Regions from separate parts of the Mus musculus genome. Here all the other regions are linked to region 2. Evidence: chromatin contacts called from public Micro-C and promoter capture Hi-C data. All regions are on one chromosome and are shown on one strand. The core of a region is the stretch at or near the end of the contact, and the rest is flanking DNA. Distances in the headings are between cores, read along the strand shown.

The links. Hi-C and Micro-C count contacts between places; a contact is called where the count stands out from the background. Capture Hi-C pulls out chosen DNA fragments and counts their contacts.
Region 1: a contact with region 2 is called in a Micro-C map of embryonic stem cells, with 3 times the contacts expected there. The contact joins the promoter of Prdm12 here to the promoter of Ncs1 in region 2. A contact is called at or near these places in 2 of 39 promoter capture datasets (both in embryonic stem cells), 5 of 484 Hi-C or Micro-C datasets (all in embryonic stem cells) and 1 of 115 datasets of contacts at active chromatin or transcription factors (embryonic stem cells).
Region 3: a promoter capture Hi-C map of pancreatic islet shows a contact between it and region 2. The contact joins the promoter of Tor1a here to the promoter of Ncs1 in region 2. A contact is called at or near these places in 10 of 39 promoter capture datasets (the HPC-7 cell line, the SN4741 cell line, embryonic stem cells and 6 more), 3 of 484 Hi-C or Micro-C datasets (CD4 T cells, embryonic stem cells and pre-B cells), 4 of 115 datasets of contacts at active chromatin or transcription factors (T-cell acute lymphoblastic leukemia, embryonic stem cells, memory CD8 T cells and 1 more) and 3 of 9 other capture datasets (adipose tissue, macrophages and pancreatic islet).
Region 4: a contact with region 2 is called in a Micro-C map of embryonic stem cells, with 1.5 times the contacts expected there. The contact joins the enhancer-like site here to the promoter of Ncs1 in region 2. A contact is called at or near these places in 2 of 39 promoter capture datasets (both in liver), 1 of 484 Hi-C or Micro-C datasets (embryonic stem cells) and 1 of 9 other capture datasets (embryonic stem cells).

Annotation. Positions count from the first base shown.
Region 1 is chr2:31,638,663-31,641,362 of GRCm38.p6, forward strand. Prdm12 (PR domain containing 12) reads left to right here and starts at 1,375. Exons shown (of 5, transcript NM_001123362.1): 1 at 1,375-1,659. The coding sequence starts at 1,437.
Region 2 is chr2:31,244,635-31,247,334 of GRCm38.p6, forward strand. It overlaps Ncs1 (neuronal calcium sensor 1), which reads left to right and starts at 1,289. Exons shown (of 8, transcript NM_019681.3): 1 at 1,289-1,608. The coding sequence starts at 1,545.
Region 3 is chr2:30,966,495-30,969,194 of GRCm38.p6, forward strand. It overlaps Tor1a (torsin family 1, member A (torsin A)), which reads right to left and starts at 1,424. Exons shown (of 5, transcript NM_144884.2): 1 at 1,180-1,424; 2 at 596-861. The coding sequence starts at 1,360.
Region 4 is chr2:30,864,011-30,866,710 of GRCm38.p6, forward strand. All of the region lies in intron 1 of Prrx2 (paired related homeobox 2), which reads left to right. Among named protein-coding and RNA genes, the nearest start is that of Prrx2, 20 kb to the left of the region's middle. Within about 2 kb of position 1,256, at least 100 of the 459 cell types and tissues checked have an H3K27ac peak or open chromatin away from gene starts, as enhancers often do. A contact at or near this core is called in embryonic stem cells, where this site is marked.

The DNA.
Region 1 (2,700 bases), core at 125-2,624, 390 kb after region 2:
AAGGAAGAGAAAGGAGCCAGGAAAGAAAGAATCATCATTAAGAGACCAAAAAGAAAGAGGAACGTCTGGTGGCTTCCTAGGTTGAAATCCCAGTAGACTGATTCCAAAGCAGGGCCCAGCAGATGGCTTTGCCCTGGGCCGTCCGCAATTTCAGAGGCATTTTGGGTGTCTGCAATTCCCATCTTGCATTGCTCTAGGGTATTCCACAGATGTGAGTATCTGATGACCTTTCAATACTCCCCACCCCAACTTAGTACTCCTAGGGCTGGTAACCTTTCTATGGTAGGTGAGATCCAGCCCCGACGGCGACTCCTCAGCAGCCCTCTGTGCTGGTGACGGAAGTTTTACACTGGCTGTGCGCAGCGAGCAGAGCTCTTGGGGAGCCCGTTTAGGACGAAGCGCCCGCTTGGGTAGCGCTGCCAGCGCAAGAGATCTGCATCTCCCAAGCTGTCCGGGTTGCCACCGCAGCTTAAGGAGTGAAGCCTCTAAAGAGCAGAGGGTGTGGGACGAAGGAGAGGTGGGGATCGGACAGAGTACTGGGCTTGGTTAAGGAGATAGGCAAAGCACCGGCAGCTCTGGGAGTGGCCCGCAGAGCTAGGAAGGTGAAGGCCTAGCTTGGGATCCACAGTGATCAAGGATCTTGCTTAGCCCGGGTGAGCATGGGGACCCGCGGGGTTTGCAGCCATACGCCCCCTCTTTCTCAGTCTAGTCCCGGGAGTAAAGGCAAGCCTCGCTGCGCAGCATCCCCTACTTCAACACCCGTCCCCCCCCACCCCCCTTCCTCGCTCCGGGCCGCGAGTTGAGCCTCCCTCCCTGCCTGGAGCTTCCCACGGGGAGAAGAGGAGGAGGGGGAGGAGGAGGAAGGCTGGGGGGAGGGAGGAGCAGAGGGAGACTATTCTGAGCGGTCCGCACGCTGCCCCCGCCCCTCGCGCTGTCGGTGAAGGCTCCTTCGAGCCTGGCCGGGTACAAGTCTGTCCTTCGACGTCAGGGGGTCATTAATAACCAATTAGGAGGGTCACTGCAGCTCCTATAAAAGAGCTGAGATTTTGCTAAGGGGAGGACGGTCCTGGCTGGGTGTATAGAAGGCTAGTGGGAAACCGAGAGTCCTTGGTCGTTGTCTCTCTACAGCCACCCGCCGCCCACCCTTCCCGCACCCCTCCTGGTATCCACCCTTGTCTCCACCCGCGGACTTCCAGCCCTCCGTGCTGCCTCTGCCATCTCTGCAGATTTTGTGAATCTCCGGTTTGGCTCCCTGTCTTCCCAGCCATCTCTTGCCACGCACTCCCCAGTGCACCCTCCTCCTGCTCCTCTTCCTCCTCCTCCCTCGTGTTGTGTCACCCTCCTCTCCTTTCATTCCTTTGACCCCTCTTCGTTGCCCACCTCTCCGGAGTCCACCTAGCCGTCCTTCGGCGCCCGCGGCGAGCCCTCCGCCGCCCATGATGGGCTCTGTGCTCCCAGCTGAGGCCCTGGTGCTCAAAACAGGGCTGAAGGCTCCGGGGTTGGCGCTGGCAGAGGTCATCACCTCCGACATCCTGCACAGTTTCTTATATGGCCGATGGCGCAACGTGCTAGGCGAACAGCTGCTGGAAGACAAGAGCCACCACGCCAGCCCAAAAACGGCCTTCACGGCCGAGGTCCTGGCGCAGTCCTTCTCAGGAGGTGAGTGTGCCGTCGGGGCTCCACTCCTTCGCTCTTCCTGGCTACCCCCAATTCTCAGGTTAGCGGCACGGGTCCAGATGGGGAACACAGGGGCTGGGGCTGCCGCTCCCAGCCAGGATGCGCTCTCCCTAATCAGCGCACCTCAGTTTTTTCGTGGGTCCAACCTGGGTTGCAACGGCCTCATGGAAGCAGAGAAGAGGCATGTAGGAATGCAGGAGGCTCAGGGACCAGATCCCAACGACCGGAGCGACTTACCTCGGTCAGCCCGGGCTCTCCTGTGTCGTCTCTCCCCACCCCATCCTCCAGCCTGGAGCTGGCGGTTTCCTGGCATTAAAAGCCTTACTGGGCGTGTAATAGCAGTTGACTCAAAAAGAAGGGGTTTTAAATTCATTTGGTTAACTTGGGCTTGACCCGCGAAAGTTCCCACTTAAACCACAAACTTTAAAAGACAGCCGGGGCCGGGAAGGGGCGGAGGGCGGGCAGGCCGGAGAGAAAAAGCCGCAGAGAGCGAGGGAGAGAAAGAGAGCGAAGAAAGTTTCTTTTCTTTAAGATGTCTCAAGTTCTTATTCCTCATTCGTCACCCCGCAAACAATATCTTTCCCCAGCGCTGGCGTCTCTGAGCGACGCCCTCTCTTCCCCTTTAAGATCGCTGTTCCTCTCTTAATTTACCGTGAAGACTAATTCCACTTCCATTCACGCTATGTCAACCATCTAATCCTGCCTTTTTGTAAGGGGAATTCCTCGGCCCCTTTTAAACAAGTCCCCTCCGCATTGAGATACAATTTACTGCTACAGCTTTCTTCCAGGGCTAATGAATTTAGAATTAGCAATTTCTTTCGAATGGAACCGAATGAATGCGATCACTTTAACAGCGTGACAAATTGCCGGCCGCTCCGCAATGGACACCGTTTAACCCCCCCTTTCAGCCGGCCGGCTCGCCGGGTATTTTCCCAGGTAGCTTAGAGGGGAACCTTGTAAGACATGGAGGCCGCCCCTGTGTGCCTCAACGCTCCCACCCCTGCCGCAGAGGCCCCACCGGGG
Region 2 (2,700 bases), core at 39-2,538:
GAAATTCTGTCCGTGATTGCATCCCTGCTGGCTCAGGAGGGAATGGCTTCATCTTGCCATGGTCTTTCCAGGGCTCTGGTTCCTGGCATGGGTCATTCCTCCCCTACCCGATCTATTTTCATGCCTTTCCCTGAGAACTCTTCCTCCTAATGTTGTCTAAGCCAGTTGTGAACCAGGGATCCTACTGCCTCCCCACCCACTTCCCTGTTTAGCTGGGCTGGCTCCCTGGCCTCTGCTACTAAGACTGGCTCACAGAAGTTGCCACTGGCCCTCAGGGCCTTCTGAGAGCAAGACATATTTCTGCTCCCCTCCCCCTGAGGCTCATTCTTTGGAAGAAGCAAGCGCCAATGGACTAAGAGGTCCAAGTTTTCCTGAGCTGTTAAGGAGACAGAGTTGGGCAGAAAGTCAGGAGAGGTCTCAATTACGATGACATTTTGGGAGGAGGGGAGAGCAGGCCATCCTTTTCCTGGAGTCCTTCCCCAGCTGCAGGCTTCCAGGCATGGAGCCCCACCAACAGGCTCTGCTCCCTCTGGCCACTTCAAGCAAGCCCCACAACAGAGAAGGTTTGAACTGCAAGTACTCCTGGGCACCGGGGACAGAGGCCAGGTCTTTGGGGAAAGCGGCTTGCCAGGCTGGTCTCCAGAAGCTCTGGCCCTTCTGCCTGGCCTCAGATCATTCCCAGCCTTGCCTGGAGCCCCGGGTGTAGAGGCTGCTCTCCCTCCCAGGCCAGACCCCTTCCAGGTTGATACCCCATTCCTCTCTCAATCTGAAGTCACTTCCCTCAAGGCCAGGCAAAAGTGTTCCCACCGAAACCCATGCCAGCCAGCACATCAGGATGCTCCTGGAGAGGTCTGGGATCGCGTCTGTCCTCTTGGCCGCCAGGTCCCCAGCGCCCAACACATCTAAGTGGAATGAATGAATTGCGCCGGGCAGGGATTTGGCCTCGTTCACGTCCGATTTTCCGGGCCCTCCCTGCCCACGCCGCTGCGGAGAGGGGGGAATGGATCGGCGGAGGGGGCGGTGCGGCGACCTCCCAGCGTCCCCGGAGAGCCAACAGGAGAGGGGGTGCCTCAACGCGGAGCTCGCGCCTGTCGGAGCTGGGCGGGAGGTGGCGCCGGGCGATGAGTGGCGGCTCCGAGTCCACCCCTGGCGCGCCGGTGCGGGCGGGAGGCGGGGAGCGTAGGGGCGGCGGCGGCGCAGCAGTAGCGAGCATGTGCTACGCAGCCCAGTAACCAGGGACGACCGCGGCAACCGAGCCCCGGCGGCTGCGGCTCTCAGCCCCGCGCAACTCCTCGCCGTGGCCGCTTGCACCGCCAAGGCCTGGCCCTCGCCGGGTCCCCGAGGCCCCTTGAACCGTCAGCCGCGGTCGCGCAGCACGCCGGAGCCCCGCGCACGGGACGCGCGGGCACGGCCAGACAAAGGCGCGGCCCCGGCCCGGCCCAGCCCGGCCTGCCGGCCTCCGCGCACCCCGGCCCGACCCAACCGCTCCCGCTGGGCGCCCCGAGCGGGTCCGGCCCGGGGAGCGGGGGCCGCGGCCGCCGAGCATGGGGAAATCCAACAGCAAGTTGAAGCCTGAAGTTGTGGAGGAGCTGACCAGAAAAACCTACTGTGAGTGAGCCCCGATCCCAGATCCCCGATTCCCCATCGAGCCGCGACCTTCCCTCCGCCCTTCCCGGCCGCGCCCCTGCCCCGCACCTGGCCCATTGTTCTATCCGCGCCCCCGCCCCCGGCCATGGCTGGGTGTCGCCTGTCAGCGTGCTCCAGGGACCACTCTGGGTCCTCAGGGCATCCGCAGCCCACCCGCTGCTCCCCTCCTGTCCGAAGGACCCGGGCTGTGCCGGGGCGGGGGGCAGTGGTCCCAGGAGGGGGCGCCCGGGCGTTGTGTGGCTCTCCTGCTTGGAGCAGGGTGGGTGGGTGATTCATGCTTAATGATGCTGCTGCGGCTCCTGCCTCTTGCGAGGTTGGCCTGTCGCCCCCTCCCTGGCAAGTGTGACTGTGTTGGGAGGAAGAGGGCTGGCGAGACTGGTAGAACGCTCAGGTAGTGACGGTAGAGGGCCAAGGGTCCTGGGCGCCCTCTTAGATGTCGCACGGTTGGGCTGTATTCTCCATCCCCCCTTCCCTTCTCCTGTCTCTACCGCACCAGGAAATGGGTTTACATGGCCCGAGCTGACGAGCGAAGGAAGGTCTGTCCCACTCCACGGTCCACTAGATCAGTCCCAGGCGTGGCTCTCCACTTGCCCAACTTCACAGATCTGCCTCTGCATCTTTAGTGCCTCCACACCAGGTGTCCCCCCTCCTCGCAGCCTCTCCAGGGGTGGCCCTGGAAGTGGGTCCTGGGAAGCTTTGGCTGAGCGCTCTGCATCACCCGGAAAGACAGGCAGTTAACTGACAGCTCGGTGTAGATGGAGGCTCTGGTGCAGTGCATGGTCTCTGCTCTCACCCCCACCCCCACCCCCGGTATCGGTCTTCTGAGCACGTTTGCAGGTCTTGGTCAACCTAGTGCCTTAGCCCCATGCTCCTCACTCTCCCAGACTTAGAACAAAGGGGGCTTTACTGCCTGGGCTCTCCTGGCCCCTGTCCTGAGGAGTTGGACACCTTGGAGGTCACATCCAGGAGAACTATCCTTCCCAGCCCAGGCTGCCTACTCTCTCTTTCCAGATTGGGTGGGTAGCTTTTTCTAGCTTGTTGCTGTTTGTGAGG
Region 3 (2,700 bases), core at 174-2,673, 280 kb before region 2:
CTGAATTCAGGTGTGAGCCTGTTATCAGAATTAAACTCCAATAGCAGGTTGCAACAGCTGGGTCAAAGCAAACTTGGCCTCTAGGTTTCCTTTTCACAACAGGGGGCGGGGGGAGGCGACTCCTAAAGACCCTGGAGTTGTTATGTCCCCACTTCCCAGCCAAGTTGTCACCTTACCGAGTCACTTTATGAGTGTCACAGAGGCCACTCATAAAACTTTGGTGGTCTAACTGCTCTATGTATCTCAAACCCTTTGTAACTTACATATCTATCCCCCAGTGCACCCTCGCCACAGCGGGAGTTGTGGGAGTTGGGGTGGAGAGACATAATACAGAACTTCCCACATTCTGGGCAAGTGCTCTATGCCGAGCTACCCCCAGCTCTTGACAGTCCCCTTTAAAACACGGTAGCCTAGCTTCAGCTGTCATTCCTCCAAGGGATATGACCACTTCTGTGCACACCTTTTAAAGAGGAACTGACATACAGAGAGCCATGTTGTGGCTCACTCACTGACGTGGAATTCCCACATCCCACCCCACAACAGAGAAACCCCAATTCCGGGTCATCCGCGAAGGCGGTCAACTTAATGCTCTTGCCTTATACTGTGTGATGTTAGAGGCGTGGGGGAAGTGTAGCGTGGCCACAAACAGGTGTACATAGTCACTGTTCAGTCCGCCCTCGTAAATATTCTCCGCGATGATCTTGCTGGCGAAGTTTTTGCCGGTGCCCGTCCACCCGTGCAGAGAGAGGGTAAGGGGCTTCTTGGGCTTCGGGTTGCTTAGGAAACCAGACACGGCGTTTAGGATGACTTTTTTTGCAAGATGCTGTCCAAAGAGCTTGTTATCCAGATCTTTCTGCAGCGCTGAGAAAGGAAAGATCACTCTGGTCAGGAGAGAAACAAGCTGGCAAAAGGCAGCCCCATTTCCAGGACGTCAGGGCCCGCGGAGCCTGGTTTGGAGAGCGCTGAGGGACCCTGGTGCTGCGAACTCTGCCCTTCCTCGGGGTTGGCCCCAAAGCCAAGCGGAAGAGGTGCCGTGAGGCCGCCCCGGAGAGCTCCGCGCAGGGCTGACACCCTACCCCGGGCCCCGACCACTCATCTCTCAGGCCTCCGGCCAAAGTCTGGCCTGGCAGCGGCGCCATCCCCCTGCCGCAGCATCCCGGACGCCTGGTGCCCGCCTACCCTCCCGGCTGAGGCTCCGCATCTGGCCGCAGCACTCGGCGAAGAGGCAGTAGAGACGAGGGTAGGAGATATAGGTGGTGAGTACGCCGGCCAGGGCCAGACTCAGGCTGATGGGCTCCACCGCACGAACCACGCACGGCGCCAGCAGCAGCAGGGCCAGAGCGGCCCGGCCAAGCTTCATAACCGGACCCGCGCACCTTGCGCGCCCAGCGCCCGCCCAGCGCCCACCGTACCCCGCGCACCGCCCAGACTCGTATTTCCGGTTCCTGCTGGCGGGGCCGCCCTCTTTGTCCGGGGCAGGCAGTCTACCGACGCTAGTGGCTACCATCTTTGTTAAGGGCAAAGTCCCTTCTGCTTCTGAACCTTGATGTTACAGGAATAATATTGAGATTATAGGAATCAGGTGATGATGACTGCTGCCCTATCCCCATCAAGTAACAGTGTTTTAGAACCATTTTTTTTTAATGATGGGCGGAGAGATGGCTCAGCGGTTAAGAGCACTGACTGCTCTCCCAGAGGTTCTGAGTTCAATTCCCAGTAACCACATGGTAGCTCACAACCATCTGTAATGGGATCTGGTGCCCTCTTCTGGTGTGTCTGAAGACAGCGACAGTGTACTGACATACATGAAATAAATAAGTATTAAAAAAGAAATGACGCAGGCACCTGCGTGCATGTGGTGCTCATAAACTCATGTGGGCTTACACACATGCATAAATTAACATGTAAATGAATAAATTTTTAAAAATGAGAGGATAATATAGTGGGTTCCCACATGACCCCCCCCCAACGTGCGTCCCTATCATTAAATCTGACAGGTGCGGTGGGTGGTGTGCACCCTTAACCCCAACACTCTGTATGAGTTGGGGCCAGTCTACAAAGTTTCAAGCAGGTCAAAGCTGCATATTGGATCTTGTCGTTAAAACAAAACAAAACAAAACAGAACAAAACTGACATTTGAGGGCTGGGTATTGTAGCACACACCTTTAATCCCAGCACTCTGGGAAGTAGAGACAGGTGATTGTCTTGGATATCTGAGTTGGAGGCCACCCTGTCCTATACAAGGAATTCCAGGTGCAGTCAGGGCTACAGTGAGAGTCTGACATCTCAAAAAAAAAAAAAAGAGGGATCTGCATCTCATACTTGTTAAAAACCCATGACCAGTATTTTTTTTTAAAGATTTTATTTATTTATGTATGTGAGTATACTGACTTCAGACACACCAGAAGAGGGCATCAGATTTCCACTACAGATGGTTGTGAGCCACCATGTGGTTGCTGGGAATTGAACTCAGGACCTCTGGAAGAGCAGTCAGTGCTCTTAACCACTGAGCCATCTCTCCAGCCCCATGAGCAATATTATTAAATAAAGCCCATAGTTTCTTACCCAGTTTCTTCCTTAGGGAACTGTAGGAATAATGTTATTGTGCACTGTATAAGGATTATCCTTGTATTATTCACATGCTGATTGCTATGCCCTCATATATGGTTGCTATCCTTATTTTGAGAACTGCCTGTCATC
Region 4 (2,700 bases), core at 6-2,505, 380 kb before region 2:
GTCTCTGTCTCTCTGTCTCTTAGTCTCTGTCTCTTTGTCTCTGTCTCTCTTTCACATACAGACACACACACACCCTCCATGCCCCCTCCCACTTCCACTTCTTAGAATAGTGGTCAAGAGAACGTGACTCCTGACCCGCCCATCCCCTGCAGGTGGATTAACTGAGAGTAAAACTGTCTGTACGGGTCTCAGGGCAGGGCATTAACCTCCCATGGGAGAGCACCTTCCCTCCTCACAAGTCTGCAAATTGGTTTTGTTCTACAATCCAGACTTTCTCATTCCTGGGTGAGCAAGTCTCCCAAGTGGGTTTGGGGGTGAATGAATGGGGCCGGGTTCTTCTGTTCTGCCAGTGTGCAGCTCAGAAAAAGGTGAGTGCTGGCTTTGATGTGGCCCCACCTCCTTAGAAAGCCCCTCTGTAGAAAAACTGCAGGAGCCAGAGACAAGAAGCCCTCGCAGTGTGCAAGCACATATGTGTCGTTGTGAGCAGCCAGAGGTGCCAGGACTGCCACTCAGTAGCCCGTTGTAGCTAACTGCAATCTATCACCAGATACTGGAGTGTGACAGACTGCCCCTAAAGATCATAGTCTCGTCTACAGACCAACTAGGCTCTTCCTTTGATGCCCAGAAAGGCCTTTGTAGGGCAGGGCAGCTCTCAGGCACACCAAAGAACCTGGTTGTTCTCTGGAGCTCTGCTGGCGAATGGATGGAGTTTGGTCACCCACGATCCTGGAGCATCCCACAAAACCTCACATCCTCTAGGCGCAAGGTCTAAGGGTCCCGGAGAAGGAGGGGCTGCATGACTGCTACTTTGGGGTGACAGGGTGTCTTACAGCCGAGGATGGGGTCTAGCCCAGTGCCTTCTCTGCTGTGCCATTTCTCCATAGGACCTCCCAGCCTCAGTTTCCCTTCCTGGGCCGTGGTGGGGGATGGGGATGGTGACGGTAGTACCCGGGATGCGACAGGGCAGGGCGCGCCAGGCTGTTAACGGTGTCTGGGCCGCGGGGCTGCGGCGAGGCCGGCGCCAGGGCCGCGCCTGGAACCAGATGTGGCGGCGCCGCCCTGGCCGCCCCGGCGGCTCGCACGCTCGGCCTGGCGCACACATGGCAGGCGTCTGAGGGCGCGGTCCCCGGGGTCCTGCGACCCCAGGCCGGAGTGACGAGAACAGGACTCGGGACCGGCTGAGAGAAGGGGCATCCCAAAAGCCAGCCCTCAGCCGTTCCTGCTCCTTGCGTGCTGAGGACCCTCCCGCCCCCAGAGTTTGTTTGCTTAAATCCTGCATAAGCTGTTTTAAAGCTGAGTCATCTTAGGGGCTGCCAGTTGGGAAGGGGAGGAGAAAAGGGGGTGCGGCTTTGAAACCCCGATTCTGCCATGGGCTTGTCTGTCATCCACCAGACCAGAACAAGGGATCTCATTGAGGCCTGGCCCAGCGACACACCTGCAGCCCCAACTCTGATGTCCCCATTCCAGCTTTGCGATGGTCTCTGGGCTTCCAAGTGTGACCTACTATGTCCTAGGTTGGTAGAGGAGAGAAGAAAACAATGTGGGTAAAACCCATCTCCGGGGAGGCCAGGCTAGCCCAGGTTGGCTCCTGAAGAGGTGCTTGCCTTGTTCTTAGGGGAGGGAAGTGGGTGTGGTTTGCATCCTTTCTGTTGAGTGGTTGGGAAAGAGTGGTCCAGCTCTGAGGAGACTCCAAGCTCCCTGGTTCTGATGTAGGAGAGAAAGGAGGGCTGCCTATCCCTACCCAACAAGCCAATTGCTTTTTTATTTATTTATTTATTTATTTATTTATTTATTTATTTATTTATTTGTCCACACACCAGAAGAGGGCCATTACAGATGGCTGTGAGCCACCATGTGGTTACTGGGAATTGAACTCAGGACCTCTGGAAGAGCAGTCAGTGCTCTTAACCACTGAGCCATCTCTCCAGACCAAACCAATTGCTTCTTGATGCTGTTGGGTGGAGACACCCCAGGCGTTTGCAGAGGCCAAGTAGCCAGGGCTGGGGACAGTCCAAACTCCAAGAACTCCAGCAACCCCTAAACCTCTTCCAAAACCTTAGAGGACGACTCATAAGCCCACTTCTCAGAGAAACTGAGATCCAAAGAACAGGGGTGGAGGCAGAGAGGGAACAATGGTTTAGAGATAGAATCCAATTTGTGCCTGAAGGCTCTGGGGACTAGGTGCTTAGCATCAAACTTCAGAAAATCAGTGAAGCTGGTGGACTTGCCCTGTGTATGTGCATGTGTGTGTGTGTGTGAGTGTCCATGTGTGCATGTGTGTATGTGCATGTATGTGCATGAGCATGCACATGCATGCATGTGTCTGTGTGCACATGTGTGTTTGTGCATATATGTGTGTGAACATGCACATGTATGCATGTGTGTGTTCCTGCATTTCCACTCCTTTGTGTGTGTGTTCCTGCATTTCTACTCCTTTCGCCATGAAGTATCATAGGAAGGAGGGAGCTGATCTCTGAGATGCTAAGAGATACCTAGGAGCGAGACCTCTGTGTTCCTGGCACCCTTTTCTCTGCAAATTCCAAGTTAGAAACAGCCATTTAGAGAGGGCAGTTAAAGTAACTTGCCTAAGACATGGCAAATGTGGGTGTTTCTGGAATGTCTTTCTTGGGGAGACTTAAGCAACACCCACCCCTTCCTTATAAGATTGTCAAACCAAAGTTCACCGTGGGGAGGCAATGA